Regions from separate parts of the Macaca mulatta genome. Here region 1 is linked to region 2. Evidence: chromatin contacts called from public Hi-C data. All regions are on one chromosome and are shown on one strand. The core of a region is the stretch at or near the end of the contact, and the rest is flanking DNA. Distances in the headings are between cores, read along the strand shown.

What was found. Hi-C and Micro-C count contacts between places; a contact is called where the count stands out from the background.
Region 1: a Hi-C map of liver shows a contact between it and region 2, with 2.0 times the contacts expected there. The contact joins the promoter of AKIP1 here to the promoter of TMEM9B in region 2. A contact is called at or near these places in 2 of 14 Hi-C or Micro-C datasets (cortical neurons and liver).

Annotation. Positions count from the first base shown.
Region 1 is chr14:56,617,685-56,620,810 of T2T-MMU8v2.0, reverse strand. AKIP1 (A-kinase interacting protein 1) reads left to right here and starts at 1,476. Exons shown (of 5, transcript NM_001194219.2): 1 at 1,476-1,954; 2 at 2,740-2,820. The coding sequence starts at 1,733.
Region 2 is chr14:56,564,469-56,567,822 of T2T-MMU8v2.0, reverse strand. It overlaps TMEM9B (TMEM9 domain family member B), which reads right to left and starts at 2,098. Exons shown (of 5, transcript XM_015114906.3): 1 at 1,724-2,098.

The sequences.
Region 1 (3,126 bases), core at 227-2,726, 54 kb before region 2:
TGTTGTATCTCCTATCAAATAACCAGCGGAGTGGAGTGACAGGTCCTCACTTAAACATGGTTTAAGTAAGCATTCACAGTTCCTTACTTAAACATGATGCAGCCTTCCTGAAAGATGGAGTCAGACCCCAAGAGAACAGGTCTTCAAAAATGTGTGAATCCGTACTTAACCCTGGAGGGGCGAGAAAGCTGCAGTAAGGGATTATAAGAGACCCTACAACTCCTCAGGCGCCCTCTGCCCTGGGGGCCAGGAACATCTGCAGACAACCCCGCCTCCGTCTCGCCTCCATCCCAAGCCGTTCCCTTCTCCAAAGGCCACCTTGGCAGCCACACAGTTTGGCCTAATCACCTACTCAAACAAAAGTAGCGACACCCCAAAATGTAGACCAAGCAGAAAGAGGCGCTGGAGGCACTTGCCTTGTTCCCCATGATGTTTTTGAGACTGAGTCTCGCTCTGTCGCCCAGGCTGGAGTGCAGTGGCGCGATCTCGTCTCACTGCAACCTCCGCTTCCCGGGTTCAAGCGATCCTCCCACCTCGATCCTCCCGAGTAGCTGGGACTACAGATGCGCGCCACCACTCCTCCTACTGTGTGTGTGTGTGGACACAGGTTCTCGCTATGTTGCCTACCTAGCTGGTACCCCATAACCACTCCTGGTTAGAGTGAGTGAGTGAGTGAGAGTGTGTGTGTGTGTGTGTGTGTGTGTGTGTGTGTGTGTGTGTGTGTACATGGGTTCTCGCGATGTTGCCTACCTAGCTGGTACCCCATAACCACTCCTGGTTAGAGTGAGTGAGTGAGAGTGTGTGTGTGTGTGTGTGTGTGTGTGTGTACACGGGTTCTCGCGATGTTGCCTACCTAGCTGGTGTGTGTGTGTGTGTGTGTGTGTGTGTGTGTGTACACGGGTTCTCGCGATGTTGCCTACCTAGCTGGTGTGTGTGTGTGTGTGTGTACACGGGTTCTCGCGATGTTGCCTACCTAGCTGGTACCCCAGGAGACCACCTGCCTTTATACCCCAGGTCCATCAAGTTAAGCAGCGCAGTAGCCCTCTAAGGGCCAGCTCCACACCCAGGGATTCCTCCGACAGCGCGGACAGATGTCCTGGGAGGCTGGCTCAACTCGGTCCCCAGCCCCCGGCCCCCGGCTCCCAGCTACCGGCGCCCCGCCTCCAGCGCTCAACAGTTAACAAGGCAACCCGCGCGCAGACGCCACGGCCGCTGCGCAGAAGGCGTGTTTGGCAGCCCCGCCGCCCCGCCGCCCCGCCGCCCCGCCGCCCCGCCGCCCCGCCGCCCCGCCGCCCCGCCGCCCCGCCGCCCCGCCGCCCCGCCGCCCCGCCGCCCCGCCGCCCCGCCGCCCCGCCGCCCCGCCGCCCCGCCGCCCCGCCGCCCCGCCGCCCCGCCTCTCGCGCCTTCCGCCAATGGCCCTACTGCGCCGGCGCCGCCGGGAGCGCCAGGCCTCATCCCGCTTCCTAGGATAGTGCTGCGCGCATGCGCCTTGACGAGTGAGCCGGGTGAGGGGGTTCCCTAAGTAGCGGAAGGGGCAGATGGAAATGGAAGGGGTGGGCGCGCTTAGGCCTCGTCCTGGCTAGGCTCCCGCTGGAGTTTGCGTTGGGGGCGGACCAGGAGCGGTGGTCTCCAGGGAGGTCGAGGCTGGGGCTCCCACCCGAATTTGGAGCAGGGTTGCGGCGGCCCAGCTGAACCGCCGGCGTTTGTACGTTATGTGCGCACTTAGGGAGCCATGGACAACTGTTTGGCGGCCGCAGCGCTGAATGGGGTGGACCGACGTTCCCTGCAGCGTTCAGCAAGGCTGGCTCTAGAAGTGCTGGAGCGGGCCAAGAGGAGGGCGGTGGACTGGCATGCCCTGGAGCGTCCCAAAGGCTGCATGGGGGTCCTTGCCCGGGAGGCGCCCCACCTAGAGAGACAGCCGGCAGCCGGCCCGCAGCGCGTTTTCCCGGGAGAGGTGAGGGTCGCCGTGCTGGGGACCGCCCCAGTCATTCGCACCGCTGTAGCCCGCTGGGAGCCTGGGGCGTGCAGCGCAGAAGCACCTGAGGAAACCTCCCCTTAGCGGAAGCTGGAAAGGATCAGGACAATGAATGGAAAAGTCCTTTTAAAACTGTTTATATTTGACAGGTTCTTGTTGGGTAGCTGTAGAATAACGGTAGTGTTCAGCCCTGGTTGGTTACTTAAAAAAAAAAAAAAAAAAGGCCGGGCACGGTGGCTCACGCCTGTAATCCCAGAACTTTGGGAGGCCGAGGCGGCGGATCACCTGAGGTCGGGAGTTCGAGACCGCCTGACCAACATGGAGAAACTTTCCGTCTCTACTAAAAATACAAAATTAGCCGGGCATGGTGGCGCATTCCTGTAATCCCAGGTACTAGAGAGGCTGAGGCAGGAGAATCGCTTGAATCCGAGAGGCGGAGGTTGCGGTGAGCCGAGATCGTGCCATTGCACTCCAGCCTGGGCAACAACAGCGAAACCTCCGTCTCAAAAAAAAAAAACAAAAAACTTACAGCCGTCATCTGATAATAGAGGAAAGCCTGGAAAGCCTGCAAACCTATCTCTTAGGTCCTGGATAAATTGCATGTCCATCTTTTAGGGTTGGAATTCTTTCTCAGTAACATCGTTCTTTCTGACATAAACTTGCAGAGCCTTTCGAAAAGTAAAAAGGAGGCTATTTCCAAAATGGCTTTATTCTCCAGTAGGGAATCCTAGATCTAACCTGTGACGTGCCATTTATTCAAATAGAGAGAAGAGAGGCCCCCAACCCTTAGTGCTTCCTTCAGAACAATGGCTGAATTCATGGACTATACTTCAAGTCAGTGTGGGGTAAGTTGGTGTGAACCAAAGCTATGTCCCATCACCTGCTGATGGACCACAATGGGGATCCTTCTGGAATTTAAGGAGAATCTGGAGACTACCTGTTTCTCCTGCCCAGCCTTCATGGTCAGATTGTAAACAGTCAAGGACTTAAACCAGGGGGTAAATCCAAGTTAGAATTCACTCAACCAATGTTTATTGAATGCCTAACTCTGTAGTTGACAATATAGCTATGAAAAGTCAGAAAAGGTCTTCTGCCCTCAGTGATCTTTCAGTCTGGTGGGGGGAAAAATAGCTTATTTGCTGAATTCCGTA
Region 2 (3,354 bases), core at 849-3,348:
AAAGTTATGAGGCAAGATATGCAGAGGGTGCCAGCAATGTTTTGAAAGTCAGAAGACGTGCTGCTGTCCCTGCTTCTGGTAGGAGGTAGAGATGGTTTCAAAAAGAATCTCTGAATCTAAAACATTTGCCTGGCTGTAACCTTTCCCCACTCCTACATTTAAAGATATTATAAATTAAAGCTCCTATTTTTAAAAATGCAATGTCATTCTGTTTTCCCATCATACTAATGTGAATCCCTTCTGTTTCCCCCCAATGATGAGCTAGCTCATCAAAGAGGAAGCACAGGTATGCATGGAGCTAGGGCAGGCCTGGAGAGCTGGGGCACCAGAGAACGGCATGAGGGAACTAGAAGGTCAAGAAATCGAACCAGGGAGGCCACAACCTCACCTCTGTTGCAGTTTGGTTCTTCCATTACCCACTAAATTATCAGGAAGAGAGAAAGCAAGAAAGGGACCAAGGGACTCGTGGAGGGAGTTAGGTGAGAATATGAAGCAGGTGAGAGATGCTCCGTAGGTCCTATGGGGAGGGAAGTAGGCCAGGAGGGGCAAGTTCCCACCACAGTAAGGGAAGTGTTCAGGGTGAGCTGAACTGAGCCGGCCCTTGACAGGGAAGCCTTCGGTCAGATGCGGGCTTCCTATCATTCTGGGTTGGGGCATGCGAGGCCTGTGAGGCTGGCCCGGAGGGCGCAGGTGGACTGTCAAGGGCTTAGGGTGGAAAGTTAAAGGCTCTCGGAGGTGAAAAGGTTGTCAAGTGTAAGGTGCGTGCAGACGGGGCTGGGAAGGGAAATGTCAGGGCGGTGGGGGCTGCTGTCCGGGCTGTGGGCACTGTCGGGGCTGGGGACGGCCGTGGGGCGCTGACTACCTGGCTGTCGGGGTTGAGGGCGGGAGTGCTGCCGGGCAGTCGGGAGGGGCGCGGCTGGTGGCAACGGGGGTTTGCCGGAGCTGTGAGGCTAGGGGTATGGCTGTCAGGAATGGGCCGAGCAGCAAGTTGGCAGACCCAGTTTCCGCAAGGCCGGTGGCAGGGGAGGAGCTTCCGTCAGGAGCGAGGCTGGGCGGGACTCACCTTGGCGGCGTCTGACAGCTGCGCCAGCAACAGCACGGACAGCGCCAGGCACGACAGGCTGAGCAAAGAGCCAAGCCGAAGAAGGCCTCCCCACAGGGTCGCCATCGCTGGGGGCCCAGCGGTCCCACAGCCCGGAGCCCCCGCGACCGGCTCCCGGTTCGGGCTCGGGCTCAGGCTCAGGCTCGGGACCCGGCTGGGGATCCTCCGCCCGCACTTCCGTCTGGACGCGAAGGCGTCACCGCGCGCGCCGGGTCAAATGCAAAAAGCCCCGGAAACGGTTCCCAGTGCGAAGGGCAGGGAGGCTGGGATATCGTGGTGCCCGTCCTGGCCTCCCCCAGGCCCCAGGGAAGGGGGCCTCTGGGGTGGCAACCTGGGCCCAGTAGGGCTTTGCAGCTCTTGGATATCTTCCCCGGGCGCAGAAGCTGCCGGGCTTATGGAGTCGCCATTGCGCTGGAAAGTCCTCCCGCCCACGGAGACCCCAACAAACTCCAAGTGTCACACAGGGCCCTTCGGCGGCCCGTGCGGGCCGGAGCTGTTCGCGCAAAGGCAGGGCGGGTGCTGAGCGTGGAAACGGGGCTGGAACTGGCCAAGCCATGCTTTTCCGGGGTGCTCTCTCCCAGTCAAAAGGTTGGGGGTGGTCTCTGCACTTCCGGTACTAACCTGCCGCCCACACGCTTCCTGGCCACAGCACCCCGTCGGCTTTCTAAGTCTGTGAGCGGCCTTCGTGGGCGTGGCCTCCCTGTGGAGCTCCCGGTGTGCCTCCCGTTGGTCCAGCCTGCAGCTAGGAAGTGGGTCACAGCGGCGGGGCTGGGCTGGGCCGGGGCAGGCTCCGGGAGATGTGGAATTGGCGACACAACTGCCCCAGCAGTATCCTCCGCCTAGGACTCCAAGAGGTGGCGAATTGGGGCGCCACGCCCCGGTAAGGCAGTGCTTGTTCACGGCTGCCGACTGGCCTCCCCAAGGCTGTCATTCTCAGCGAGTACTTTAGGAGTACCTTAGATCGGCACATTCTCCCATTGAAACATTTTTGTTAGTGGAGACAAGGGAGATAGTGGCAAGGATGCAGGGATCATCACAGCCACTAGGGATTTGTTGAATGACCTTGGGCAAATCACTTCCCTTCTCTGGGCTTGTAGTTCTTGGCTCAATATGAGGGAATAGATTTAAAATTATGCCCCCTGTAATACCCCTGTTTTTACCTCTAAGAACAGATTTTTAAAGATGGTCTTTTCCTAATTTGTGGAAATGTTTTAACAGAATGCTCTGAATATTTTTCGCCCATGTGATTCTTAGATTCATGTGAATCTAACACAAGAAGGTGTCTGATATTGTTCCCAACAGGAACCAGAGCGGCAGGGCTAGATATCCTCTCACGAGACTGCCCTGTGAAGGTGCTGTCACTTTTGATGAATTATCAAGACTTTGTAGTGGGTGTTCTACTGGCCAAAGGATAAACTGGAGACTCCCTGGGTCGAATGTGTTGGTGAGGCACTGAATCTGATTGCTGAAAGGTGATTCAGCTGCACATTAGGCATCAGTTTAGGGTTGTCTAGGCTTGGCATCTAAAGGGAGTGCCTGCTGTACCTGAAACCTCATAGGTCTTCTCTTCCGAATTGTTTTCAAGGCCTTGGGGGTACAGAGGCTTAGAGAAAATACATAGTTGTGCCTCAGACTGATGGGCCTCATCTGTTTAATGGAGAAACACCAACCACGCTCAGTCTGGGCAGCATTTTAGAGCTCCGTGGTATAACCACTATCTAGCTACATGTGGCAATTGAGCATTTGAAATGTGGCTAGACTGAATTGAAATGTGCTGTATAAAATACACACTTAATTTCAAAGACAGTATTTTTAAAATGTAAAATATTTCAAAAATTTAAAACTATGGTTTAAATATTTTAGATATATTGGGTTAAATAAAATATATTAGTAAAATATTTCACTTGTTTTTTGACCTCTTAAATGTGGCTACTAGAAAATGTTATAATGCTGTTAGGAAGTGCTGTTCTAGAATACAGAATGTGGCTGCCCTGACTGGAGTGTGACTATGAGATAGTTGCCTGACTGGAGACAATGAAGGCTCAGGCCAAGGTAAGGAGAGGGCTGACAGGGAAGAACTGGCACAACTAGAGCCGAATGTTTGGGGGAGGTATATGTCTGCCAAAAAATGAATATAATTTCAGGTGACTCAGTCGAAGTGGAGGGGTCAGTTTCTCTTGTTCTGCCCTGCTCATATCTAGATAACTCTTACTTTTCCTTTAGGTCAGGGGTCTTCTAAGCCAGAAAACCTT